Linked DNA regions of Mus musculus: regions 1 and 3 are each linked to region 2. A link is a contact called in public HiChIP or PLAC-seq data. All regions are on one chromosome and are shown on one strand. The core of a region is the stretch at or near the end of the contact, and the rest is flanking DNA. Distances in the headings are between cores, read along the strand shown. Region 1 has its middle 19 kb from the start of 1700001K23Rik. Region 2 holds the start of Xpnpep1 (X-prolyl aminopeptidase (aminopeptidase P) 1, soluble). Region 3 has its middle 17 kb from the start of Mxi1.

The links. HiChIP or PLAC-seq counts read pairs in DNA pulled down with a chosen protein or histone mark.
Region 1: a contact with region 2 is called in an H3K4me3 HiChIP or PLAC-seq map of bone marrow-derived macrophages, with 5 times the contacts expected there. The contact joins the enhancer-like site here to the promoter of Xpnpep1 in region 2. A contact is called at or near these places in 5 of 39 promoter capture datasets (the C10 cell line, cranial neural crest, fetal liver and 1 more), 12 of 115 datasets of contacts at active chromatin or transcription factors (the NIH/3T3 cell line, bone marrow-derived macrophages, embryonic stem cells and 5 more) and 2 of 9 other capture datasets (liver and pancreatic islet).
Region 3: a contact with region 2 is called in an H3K27ac HiChIP or PLAC-seq map of extraembryonic endoderm stem cells. The contact joins the enhancer-like site here to the promoter of Xpnpep1 in region 2. A contact is called at or near these places in 7 of 39 promoter capture datasets (the C10 cell line, the HPC-7 cell line, cranial neural crest and 4 more), 12 of 115 datasets of contacts at active chromatin or transcription factors (the NIH/3T3 cell line, bone marrow-derived macrophages, embryonic stem cells and 5 more) and 3 of 9 other capture datasets (adipose tissue, liver and pancreatic islet).

Annotation. Positions count from the first base shown.
Region 1 is chr19:53,272,064-53,276,424 of GRCm38.p6, forward strand. No RefSeq gene overlaps it. Among named protein-coding and RNA genes, the nearest start is that of 1700001K23Rik, 19 kb to the left of the region's middle. Within about 2 kb of position 1,503, at least 51 of the 459 cell types and tissues checked have an H3K27ac peak or open chromatin away from gene starts, as enhancers often do. A contact at or near this core is called in the NIH/3T3 cell line, bone marrow-derived macrophages and microglia, where this site is marked.
Region 2 is chr19:53,037,092-53,041,578 of GRCm38.p6, forward strand. Xpnpep1 (X-prolyl aminopeptidase (aminopeptidase P) 1, soluble) reads right to left here and starts at 1,479. Exons shown (of 20, transcript NM_001374834.1): 1 at 1,423-1,479.
Region 3 is chr19:53,291,433-53,295,376 of GRCm38.p6, forward strand. No RefSeq gene overlaps it. Among named protein-coding and RNA genes, the nearest start is that of Mxi1, 17 kb to the right of the region's middle. Within about 2 kb of position 1,484, at least 5 of the 459 cell types and tissues checked have an H3K27ac peak or open chromatin away from gene starts, as enhancers often do. A contact at or near this core is called in extraembryonic endoderm stem cells, where this site is marked.

The sequences.
Region 1 (4,361 bases), core at 253-2,752, 230 kb after region 2:
GTCCCAACCAGAGCAGCCCATTTCTGATCGTTGATGGGACTATGTGGACACACCATCACCGTCCAAAGTCTGGGGACTACATTGGGACTCATGGTTGGTGTTGTAAAGTCCTTGGGCTTTGGTAGTGGTCAGGTGTCCACCATTGGAATATCTAACACAACAGTTTCACAGCCCGAGGAATCCCCTGTGCCTCATGTACCCCTCTGCCCCCCAATCCCCAGCAACCACACTGATTCTTCTAGTGATTCCATAACCCTGCCTTTCCCAGGAGGCCGCAGGGCTGGATTCACTGGGCGGAGCCTTTTCAGACTGGCTTCTTCCATTGAGCACTATGAACGCATGTTCCCCCATGTCTTCTCATGGCCAAATAGCTTGCTTCTTTCAGAGCTGAATGCTATTCCAGTCTCTGAATACACAACCGTTTATTCTTCAGCTCATTTACCGACACTTAGTTTTCTTCCAGGTTTGTACAATGAGGACTACAGCTGCTATGAACACGGATGGGCAAGCTCCGGTGTGGACGTAAACATTCAGTTCACTTGAGAAAACACCAAGAGATGTGATTGCTGGTCTTGCGAGAAAAGAATGCTTCATTATGTTTGCAAGAAAGTGCCAAGTTGGGGGAGGGGGCCAAGTTGGTGCAGTGGTACCTACCTGTTATACCTGCCATCTCAGCAGTAGGGAAGCTGAGGCAGGAGGACCACGAGTTCAAAGCCAACTTGGACTACATAGAAAGTCTTTAAAAAAATAAATAAATAAAAGTAATAGTGCCCACAGAAGCCCTGATTCACCTCTGAGAAAGACAATGACAACTTCTCAGAGCTGCAGGGCTCGGATGCTCCAGTTTACAAAGAGGAGGGAAAGGAATTGACTTGGCTACATGAATTAGCCGAGTCCAACAGTTGCTGGGGCTGAAGATTTGCTTGCATTTAACAGGTTTTTTTTTAAAGAGCTTCATAGATTAAACCCTGCACGTATTCAACCCTACCCCCTCCCTCTACACCAACTCCTCCCATGCCCATCTAAGAGTATAACCTTTTCTTTTTTGACTGTACACACACACACACACACACACACATTACATAGAACATGCTCTGAGCCCATTTATACATCGCTCACAAGCATATGTGTCCCTTGGGGGGGGGGCATCCCTGGAGGAAACCATTTCTGTCAGCAGCCACTGATGACATCAAACAGCTGTTTGAAGACAGTCCAGCAATGTGCGCCATGCTTCCTGAGTTCTGGGCCAATGTGTGTAGCTGGTTGGGATCAAACATCAAACAAGAAAGATCTCTTCTTGAGATTCCAGCTGGACCTCGGAGGGTCACCGGACAGTGCCCTTCGAGCCCTAAGGAAGTGCGGAGCTTAGAGCGAGCAGCTCCACTTGTAAGGATTTATGTTGCATGCACACTCACACGTTCAATCGCTCAGATACATGGTTACTCACTGCAGGCTCATCTCTAGCAGAACCGCTGGAAACGGCCCGAGTCATCACTAGATGGCTGCCCACGTGTAATGACGCATCCGTGACACACACAGAGACCGCAGTAGTAAGGAAGCTTTGTGTACAAACAGGAAGTGACATCTAAGATCCATCATCTAGTGAGAAAGTAAGGTGCAGCCAGGCGTGCTGACATGGCTACTTGGGAGGCAGAGGCAGGAGAATTGTACATTTAAAGCTTGACAGCACTGTGGTCCAAATTGAAAACCAGTTCAGGCAACTTGGTGAGACCCTGACTCAAACAAAAAAAAAAAAAAAAAAAGGGTGGGGTGGAACGGAGGAGGTAACTCAGCGGTGAACCAGCCTGCCATGCAAGAGGCCCTGGGTTCAATTACTGGTCCAAAAGACTGCAGGACTCTCACGGGGACTTGATATGGGAAGTAGGAAAACAGGGTCACTGTGTGTTCCAGTTCCCCTCCCTCCCGATTACACGCGGACCTTCCTGGACTCGCAGGGGCTCGCAGGGGCAGGGATGGACAGGACGGTGGAGGAAGTGAAACAGCAGGGCCCCGACTGATAGTTGTTCTCCTACACCAGGGTTCTCCCGAGGAAGGGAGCAGGGGCTCGCCCAAATGGAAAGTGGCTCTGTGGCTAAAATGTGTACAGTCAACTCCATCAACGCAGACCTTGAACGATGGCAAGGCTGAGTACGCTGTGACGGGTCAGATACCACGTGTTGTGTCGTTGCCCACGTGTGCTTGCCCACGGAGCTGCCCTGGAGAGCAATCTGTGTGGAAGAATGATGACAGTACATGGAGTGCACTTGGAGAAACGCTGCATATTAAATGTAAGTGAGCATAAGGAAACTCAAACGTAGGCTGGACCATGAATCTGCCACTCAACGAAAGTGGGCTGGACCATGAATCTGCCCCTCAACAAAAGTGGGCTGGACCATGGATCTGTCACTCAAACAGTATGTGTTGTTGATTTGGTTTTGTGTGTGTGTGTGTTTGGTTGGTGTTTGTTTGTTTTACGGTGGATCAAACTATTAGCGAGCAGTAAAATCAATTTAGTGGGTTACAACCAGCTCTAAAACAAATGATTTGGATAGAACAGAAAGTAATGGGGTATGCAGTTTTTACCACGCACAAGTGCGCACACATGCATGCCAGGCTGTGGTAGAAACCGTGCTTCCTATGGGTACAGTATTCCAGGCCTGTAATCTCAGCACCCAGGAGGACACCTGACTTCAAGGCCAGCTTAAGCCACTGAGTGAGTTCAAAGCCAAGCTATAAAGCCTGGTTTTGTTCTTTTGGATGTTGTTGTTGTTGCTGTTTTTGTTGTTGTTGGAGTAGCTCAATCAAGCGTCTTGAAAGTGTGCGGACCTGACTTGATGCCCCAAACTGATATACAAGAAAACTAACCATGTATGCAATGTGTGCTTATAATCCCAGGGATGGCGAGATAGAGACTACACATTCACGAGTTGTGGTACCCACCAGTCATCACCCCCAAGCCCACACTGGTTCCCCTTTGCCCTGAGTAGAGTCCAGGTATCCCGTGGAGAGTATAGCCAGCCTGTGGCATGAACTCAACCCGCCTGTCCTTTCTCTATCCTAGAGAGTCAAGTTCTTTATTCCCACACTTCCCAGTTCCCCTGCAGTGACCTTCATGTCACACACACACACACACACACACACACACACACAGAGCTTCCAGCCCTAACAGTGCTTAGTCGACCTCATTCCCTGGTTTCAAATACCTCAGGTTCAGTGACATTTCTAACTATCTATCTTCTCAACTAGACTCCAGGCCCCTTGCAGCCAGCGACTGTGTCTGGTTATGTCCTATCTGGTCTTGTCTCCCTGCACAGCACACAGGTCAAAGCTCAGGCAAGGCCAGTGAGCAGATACAGAACAGGGGGGAAGTTTCAGCTGACTGAACTCTGCGAACTTCTCAGGACCAGGGGGGCCACAGCCAGCAAGCTGCTCCAAGGACTGTCTCCATGACTACTCACTGACTGGGTCCAGACCCCTGGGATTCTACCCTCACAGAGTGTCCCAAACATGAGGGATTAACCAAGCAGCCTTTTGACTTTAACCACAAACAGGGAGGTCTGTAGCCTTTGTCAGTGGGTCATGCTATGAGGAACCCTTGTGACCTTTTAAAAACAGTACTGGGCTGCCTCTCCGCTCAGAGTGAGGCCAGGAAAGCTGCTTTTGAACAGGTGACTGGCGTAAACTAAACGTTCGGAACTTAATGGCCCGGCGATAAAACGTTTACCAGCCCCACCTGCAGGATCCTGCCCTAGACTCAAACTCAGGCTCCGAGTTTAGCAAAAGGGCAAATGTTGGACTGTAGATTCCAAGACAAGGGACCGTGCGTTAACAGCAGGGTGAGTTGGAAGAGATGAACAGGCATACCTGACTGACCCGTACCTCAGCCTGTGGCAGCTGGAATCTGGAACTTAGAAGGTTCAAGCCAAGTCTTTGGTGTTGTGACATACAAAAAACAATAAACTAAACCTTGAGTGTTGTTCACCAGGACCTGGACTTTTAAAAAGGGCCTGAACAGAGCCCATATCTATTGAAATAGAGTACACACACACACACACACACACACACACACGTCTGTGTTCCTCTGTTTTGAGTCAGGATGACCACTATGAACAGCCAGATTGCAGTTTAAAACCATGGCAGCCATCGTCACTTAGCCAGCCCCCCTAAGGCTGCTATCTCAGTTATAGACCCAGCTAATAGTCATATGTACCCTATGTGGTTGTCCATAGGATTCACCCAATCAGCACATGCGAAGGACCTAGTTCATTTCTTATATTTTGACCATGACAAATATTCCTAATCGATAGCTAGTAACATCTTTAAGCATAAAAAAAAAAAAAAAAAAAGCAGATGATCTGAAA
Region 2 (4,487 bases), core at 229-2,728:
TAAGACCTCTGCTCCAGCCGCACCATAAGGCTGTTTCTAGTGACTGTCAGCCTAGAACTCTCACCACCTGCGGGAAGGAAAAAGTCTGCCCAAGCGAGAGCTGAACACAACTGGAGCTAGAAGTGAGACGGGGAAGACAAGTCTGGTGCCAGGATTGGTTCGACTATCTTTGGCTTCACTAACAGCCACCAGCCTCCATTTGCCTCCTTCAAGGAGTTCAGTTTGACCTTCTAAACTGAAAGGGGTCCTCATCTGTACACTGGATGGCACTGAAATTCTACCACTTCCGGAAGGCACCCTCCCTCTCAGCCTACCATCTGACGTTCACTGACCACCCCCAATACTGTGACTACGGATCCAGGATCCAGCAACGACTGTGGTGTGGTCCTCAAGCTGCCTCCGAACCTTTGACATTACATCATTATCCAATTGCCTGACTTTATTTCCAGCAGAAGACGTCCAGGAAGGTCTAACCACATGGACAATTACCCACACCACCCACCATCGTGCATATATAAACTTCTTGGTCACACTTAACACGCTGTGACAAGACCAGGTCTGGGTCAAGGTAGGCTTGAGATCTGTCCACTCACAGAAACAGGCATAATATGGTCGGAATTTCACAAGTCGGGCTGCGGTGCCTCATGTGTTCTTTCAAGACTCAACTGGTCTGAGAGGATGGGTACGCCCCTGTGCATCCCCTCAGAGTTTTAATTCTGGTTTTATGTTCTTAGCATCTCCCACTTTAAATAACCAAGTGTGCCTGGTTCGGGTGCAGAAGGGATACACTAAAGCATGTTCAACATGAGTCTGGGAAGTGTCTTCTCACTTCCTGTGTCCAAGAAGAACCCAGAGCAGGCTCCAGGAGGATTTTCCGGAAGGCTATGCCTATCTGTTTCCTGATACAGCCCCTGAGACCATTTGGGTGGGGAGGGCACAACGGCTGCCTGTCTCTGTTGGGAGTTTGAATCAAGAGGTAAAATGCAGTCATCAGAATGATCAGGGTTGTAACTTTAGATCGCCGCCGTGGAGGAAGGAAAAGGGCAGGGGCACAATCACTTCTGGGTACCCGGGGTGGATCCAAGAGGGACCAACTTCCTGCAACAGCAGGGCCTCCCCTCAGGGTCGGGGGTGGTAAGGATCACCGCTTTCCCGGGACCAGCGAGGCAGTTCCTCGGTCACACTGGTCCCTGGACCGGCTCCGGCCGCCCGGAGGTGCCCGGGGGCCCCGCCGGAAGCGAGCTGAGTCCTGCCGGGCTGCACAGATCGTTCCCCGGTTCCCGCTGGGGCAACCCCCGCTAGCCAAGGCCATCCCCGGACGGCCGCGGGCCCGTCGCTGCTCGCCCTCTCGTCCCTACCCTCCCGGGGGTGCAGCTCGCGCGCCGGGCGCCGGATGCCGGTCAGCCGGCACAGTCCCCTCACCTTACTCGCGGCGGCTTTCTGGAGGCTGCCATTCGGCGGTGACGTGCCCCAGCCCACGTCAGGGGAGCGCAGACCAGCTGATCACCCACGGCCAGGCGCGCGCACCGGGCAGGCCACTCCTCCCCTCTGTGGCGTGCTCACGCAGAGGCTCCGCCCCGCTGTAAACCCCGCCCGTTCACCGGAGTGGGCGTGGCCGAGTGTCAGAATTCCAAAACCTTTGGGCTGTTGCTTGGAGAGGGTGTGGTGTTCTGTGCAACCAATTGGGAGAGGCGCCGGTCAGTCGTCACTGATCTTCCTCTCCATTTAAGAGGAAGGACAGGCGTTTTGCCAGCTAAGGAAGCTGCATGCTTCTCCGGTTTGTTCCAGCTTTTAGGTCAGCTAAGACGAGAGAGTCGTGGCCAGCTCTGCAAGAACCTATTTTAGGGTCCTGGAGACACTGACTGGATCAGGATATAACTTGCTGAGACCTTAGAGATGTCTTCCAAATGATTATTCCCAACAGCTTCAAAACTTACTGCTCACTTGGGCTAACGATCGGGCGTTAAAGCGTCCAAACCTAGCTCCTAACCCTATGTACAAACAAAAACATTCTTCACGTAGGGCTTTTTCATCTCAGTCGGTGGCTATTCCATGTTTTAAGGGCAAAAATCTTGACGTAATATCTGCCTTATTCCCCGGTCCATGCCCCATCTGCCCAAGATCCGCTTGGTCCTGGCTTCAAAGTAGATCCGTAGCCCCACCCACTTCCATCACGTCACCTATCTGGGGTGCATCACTTCCACCTCACCTGTGTGACGCCTGCATAGAAGCCAGACCGAACCTACCCTGAGGTGTCCACTTGACCATTCTAGAATCGCCTGGGAGAAAAAGCCCCTGGGCCTGGCTGGAGGGTTGTCTTGTGTTATTTAAGACGGGCAGAACCACTCCCTAGGTAGAGGATTCTAGACTGTATAAAATCAATGGAAATGAGCTGAAGACGAGCATGAATATATTACTCTCGCCTCTTGACTACCGATGTAAGGCCTGGCTCCCTGACTAGATGAACGGAAACTGGAAGCCGAAGAAGTCCTTTACCCCTCAAATTCCTTTCGCCAGAATGTTTTATCACAACGACGGGAAAAGAAACTAAGCAGTCCCCATTTCATTTGGAGTGACTCTTCTTAATCACAGCTCACAGGTCACCTCACTCCACCTAAGCTGGCCTTCCCTATCTTTGACACTCACAGTCCCGTCAAGTGTCACCTCCTCGATGAAACCTGCTTAAAGCTGTAAACCGCTTGGACCCATCCGGGCCCCTTTCCCACAGCTTCTACTGTTGTTCACCGGAGTTCATCTTCTGAGGATAGTCTCTCTACCCTGCACACATACTATAGCCATCAGAGCAAGAGTTGTTTCTGTTGCTTAAAAATGGGCAGGAGGGCTAGAGAGATGGCTCAGCGGTTAAGAGCACTGACCGCTCTTCCAGAGGTCATGAGTTCAAATCCCAGCAACCACATGATGGCTCACAACCATCTGTAATGAAATCTGATGCCCTCATCTGGTGTGTCTGAAGATAGCTACAGTGTGTATATATATATATATATATATATATATATATATATATATATATATATAATAAAATCTTTTTTTTTAATGGGCAGAAGCTGACAGTCATCCTCACGTGTTTGCTGCTGAAATAAATGTCCCCAGATTGCACACTTCTCCGGCACAGTGGCTCTCTTGTTCATTGTTATGTCCCTAGTGCTTAGGACAACACCTGGCACTAAATGAAGGTGAGCACCTATTTTAAAAACCAAGCTGTGTCCCATCCCACGTCGACCTTGGTGAAGTCCGAGTACGCTTGTATCCAACGGGTTCAGCTGTCCTGGAGGACTGAAAGTCCCGGTTAGCATTAGGTTAGCACGTAGACAAGCCAGAAAAGAATGTGTGTGACACAGCATGTCTGTTCATTTCCTCAAGCCTGCGGAGCCAAAATGAGACTGTAAACAAGGACTGGCTCCTGCCCACGCCCAAAAGAATAACAAGAGAGAAATCTGGCAGTGCGGGCAGAGTTATAAGTGCAATCAAAACGCAGCAGCACCCATAGTCATAATTGCCCAGGAGAAAGGAGAGAAAGCAGCACTGGGCAGTCCCTGAACCAGACCTGAGTTCCTGTTTGCAAGACAGCAAAGCCACCTTCATCATCTTCAAGTTCTTTCGGGAAGTCCCAGGAAGGAGACTCTAAAAACATTGCAGAGGGTGAGCCCAGGAAGGGTTAACTGTGGTTTTTCTGGTTTTGTGACCTCGCGTAGGTAGACACACTGACACAGACTGAACCCGATCTGTCTAGCCCGCGACAACCCAGTGACCCAAGCACTCATTTGTACTCATTTTACTGGTTGCAAAGAGCGGGGTGTTCAGCAGTCAAGCTCATTGCCTGCGGGGTGCGGAGCCATGGGACTTGGGGTGGGGCAGTCAAGTCTTGTCCTGAGATTCTGAGATTGACAATTGTCCAATTGTTCCCCTCCTGCCCCGGGACACACAGGCCCAGGGATAGTCCCATGTCCTACCTTTGCCTCCCCCTTTGCCCCCAACACCCCAAGGTCAGATAGCCTGGTAGCCTTGCTAAGCTTCCTCTCTCCCCTGATAAGGTCATGCCCAGCATCACCTGGAATCCCAGCTTATGCACTGTGATGTTCATCGTGGATGCGCTCCATGACTTTGGGCAATTGCCTTTCTGGCTCCACTTCCTGAGCATATGATTAATTAAAATGGCATCGTCTCAGAGCAGGCAGGTTCTGCTATGACTAACGTCCTTATTTTTTTTAAAGAAAGGAATCTGGACACATGGTGCAAACAGGGAGAATGCCACGGGAGAGATGAGAGCTGTGCACCAGCAAGCCAAGCACAAGAGTTGCCAGCAAGCCACACAGAGCCAAGAGAGGGGTATGAACAGATTATCCCTCAAAGAAAAATAATTAAAAAATGACCTTGTAGCTACCTTGATCTTACAAGTCCAGACTCCAAAACTTTAGGACAGTAACTTTCAGGGTTTTTAGCCACCAGTTTGTGAGTTTGCTATGAAA
Region 3 (3,944 bases), core at 234-2,733, 250 kb after region 2:
AAGCCACAGAACTCTGAGACCTGGAGGGAGAGGGCTCCAAGCTCCCAATGTTTCAGAATCTGGCCCGCAGTCTCTCAGTGGTCCAAGCCCCAGCAAAGCCCCTGAGCTTTCTGGGGGCTTCTTTGAGAATATGGCAAATTGCCACAAGTTGCCGAGTCCTCTTTTCTGGGATCATATCTCCTTGGGTGATGGAGCAGACATGTTCTACATTATGCTACTGGGCAGACCTTGGCTCTTGGCTACCGCTTTTTTCTTTTTTCTTTCTTTTTTTTTTTTTTTTTTTTTTGATGAGAAGAGAAGGAGGAAGAGGAGGAGGGTGGGGTAGGAAAGAGAAGGGAGGAGGAGAGATGAAAAAACCAAACTGTATTGCTCCAGAGAGCTGTGTGTGGGAACCAGAGTTGGTGCTACGGGGCCAGTACACAGTGTATTCATGCATCTAGACAGTTTGTAGCAAGGATCCCATTTATAGCTCTAAACTCTATCACTGTGTAAAAGTGATACACACTCGAAAGAATCTGTCCTTCATTTCCTTATCTTTTCCCAGGCTAGCAATGAGCGGTAAGACACTCACCATGCCAGGCTGTGGCAAGAGCTGCAGCTCACCCCCCAGTAAGTTCCAGGCAGTATGGTAAGCTGTTGATGCTAGGTATATTAGATATAGAAACACATTTTTAACTTACCAGGGTGTCAATTTACAATGTAGATTATTAGAGTACAACCTAACTGTAACTCAGGGAAGCTGTGGTGTAACACACAAATACGGCACACACACGTACTAGATAGATAGATAGATAGATAGATAGATAGATAGATAGATAGATAGATAGATAGATAGACAAACAAATAACATGAAGCAAAACTGTAGCTGCCCTAATTCATTTGTCTTTTGTGGTGGCTGATCTTGGAGAAGTAGGAACCACAACTACAGGACTGCTTCCAACTGACTGACCTCCACGCATGTCCGTGGGGCATTTTCTTGGTTGCTAATGGGTAAGCGAGTCACCCCTGAGCAGGAGGTCCTGGGTTGTGTATGAAAGCTGACCGAATGGAAACCCAAGCAAGAGAAAACCAGTAAGCAGCCCTCCCCCACTGCCCAGGAACCTGTGAAGTGAAGTAAAACCCCTCCCCTCCCAGGTTGCTTTTAGTCGGAAAGCTAGCTAGAACACTTTCCCATATCCATCTCAGAAAACAAAATATTTATTGTTATATTTAAAAATCTTGCTAGGCCCATTGCTAGAAAATACACATGGCTGTGGGAGAATTGATGTGGGAGAATTGTTGCAGTTTCCTTCCGGTGCTCCTGTGTGCATTGCTGGGGTGTGAGACTATAATCCTGGTCTTGTACCTTCATTTCACATCGTGCGTCACTACTGGGCTCTCTTGTTCACTCTGGGTTTTGTTATTGTTGCCTTCTTTTCCCTTTCTGGAAGGTTCCTTGGGATTGTCTATATAAACAACCACGCTGTGTAGAGATTGGCTTCATTTTATCTTGTTTTCTCTAGACAAATCCCCATTGTCTCCCCTCCTTGCCTTACTGCACTAGCGAGAATGTCTCAACCTGGCCTCAAATTTAGGATAAAAGCCTTAGCGTGATGGTGATGTCGTTAGGTGTGGATTCTGGGAGATGCAGTTTATCAAGTTGAGGAGGTTCTTGTTCTCCCGAGAGCTTTGTTTTGTTCTCATCATGCGTGGGTACCACATCTGCCCAATGTATTTCTGAATGTGTGGACAGGATCACGTGGTCTTTCCCTTCGCTTACTAGCGTTTTTGTATCACGAGTTTTCAACCATTGAATCAACACTGCATCTCTGGATGAACCGCTCGGTTGGGCGGTATGACTCACTTTGCCATGCCGAATTTTACACACTAACACTTCATAAAGGGCTCTCGCAGGCAGGCACATGATGGGTGTTGGTGTGCAGATTGCTTTTTATGTGTTGAATTTAGTTTGGGTGTCAGTACCACCGTCGTAAACAAATTGAGAAGACTTGTTTCTGAGATGGTTTAGAAGTGGTGATAATTCTTCTTCATCTTTAATACATATGTGTATGTATATATATATATATATATATATATATAATTTTACATATATATGTGCATATATATATATATATAATTTTACATATATAGGTATTTTGCTTACATGCCTTTCTATGTACTACACTCATATCTGGTGTCATCAGAGGCCAGAAGTGGCTTTTCAGATCCCCTGGTACTGGAGTTACAGATGGTTGCGAGCCTCTGTGTGTCGCGGTGTGGGGACTCAAATGTTAGTCCTCTGGGAGGGCAGCCAGCACTCTTACCTGGGCATCCATCTCACCAGCCCTGGTCTTCTTTATAAGTTTTTGTAAAATTGTATAGCGAGACTTTATTTCTTAGGCATGCTTTAATTAATTCAGTTCACAATTCAATTTGCTTAATCGTTGATGGGATATTTGAATTATTTCATATTGAGTGGCTTGTGGTTCCTCTATAAATGTCACACGGTCCCTTTATCTTGTGGATGTCTTCAGGGCCTGAGTAATAGTCTCTGTTTCATTCCTGATGTTGATAATATGTGGGTCTCCTGCCTTTTTCATTTGTCAACCTTGCTAGAGATTTGTCAATTTTATTGACCATTTCAGAGAAACAGCTCTGTTTCGTTAATTTTTTTTCTCTCTATTTTTTTTGTTTGTTTGTTTTATGTTTTGCTGGTTTCTGGCTTCATTTCTCCTTTCTTCTTAAAGAAGAAAACTTGTAAGCTTAAATTACAGACGTAAGATTTTTCTGATTTGTTCATGTGAGCTATCCGCTCCATTTGCTGCTGCTTCAGCCTTTTTTTGACATATTATATTTTAATTTAGTTCAGCTCAACACCTTCTTAGTTTTCTTCGTAGCTTTCCTCTTCAGTTCTGGATTACTCAGGTGTGTGTTATTTAGCTGGTAAGTATTAGAAGGCTTAAACTGTGTTTCTGCTAATGACTTCTAGCTAGAGTCCATGATTGCTGGAGAACAAACTCTAGAATCTCTATATTTTCTATCACTGAGTCCCAGAGCACAATCTATATTGAAATGCTCTGTGGCCCCTTGAAAGCACATAGATCATGTTGGTTGGTGATAATTTGCAGTTCATCTGGAGATTCACCAGTCTAGTTGTTCAGTGAGTTACTGAGACAGGATCATCAAAAACCACAGTCTCCCAACTACAGTGAGGGTTTCTGTGTTTCTCTTCCCAGCTGGCTTCACACAGTTTTCAGGTCTGCTGCTGAGAAACATTCATTTGGAACCACTGCATCTTCACCTATTGGCCCTTATCATTGGGTTATTCTACTCTTTCCTTGGTGGTAGCTTCTTTCTTATTGTTTGGCCTTTGGATTTTTTTTTTTCTCCTCTAAAGTCTACTTTGCCTGATAGTAGCCATATCTACTTTTTTTTGTTAATGTTCACATATATGTCCTTTAAAATATTATTATCCACCACTTATGCAAAGTGCATTTCTTGTAGACAGAGGTGTGGTTACTCTTTGATAACTTATTGCATGTATTAGAAGGTGGCAGCTGCCTGGATGGTAGCTGTAACACAGTCAAAAGGCCAGGTACGTTTTTAATCTACTTTGCCAGCCTCTGTTAAGCGATGGAAAATTAGACCAAACACTGGTACATAACGATTAACTCTGATGTTTTACATTTTGCTTCTGTTTTCCCTTTTCCTACTTCCCCAGAGATTGCTTTGCCCTGTCCTTCTTAGAAACCTAGTTTAGTCTCTCCATACTGTTCATATTCCAGATATTGTCAGACTCACTGGGAGCATGTGTCATGGCATGACTTGTAGGTCAGAAGGAGGCCTGCTGGACTCAGCTCTTCCACCACAGGGGTGCTAGGGCCTCTCACTCAGCTCCTCAGGCCTGGTGGCCGGTACGCCCTCTGTCTCAACAGCCCCTCTCGGTATTTTGAGGGTATGTCTGT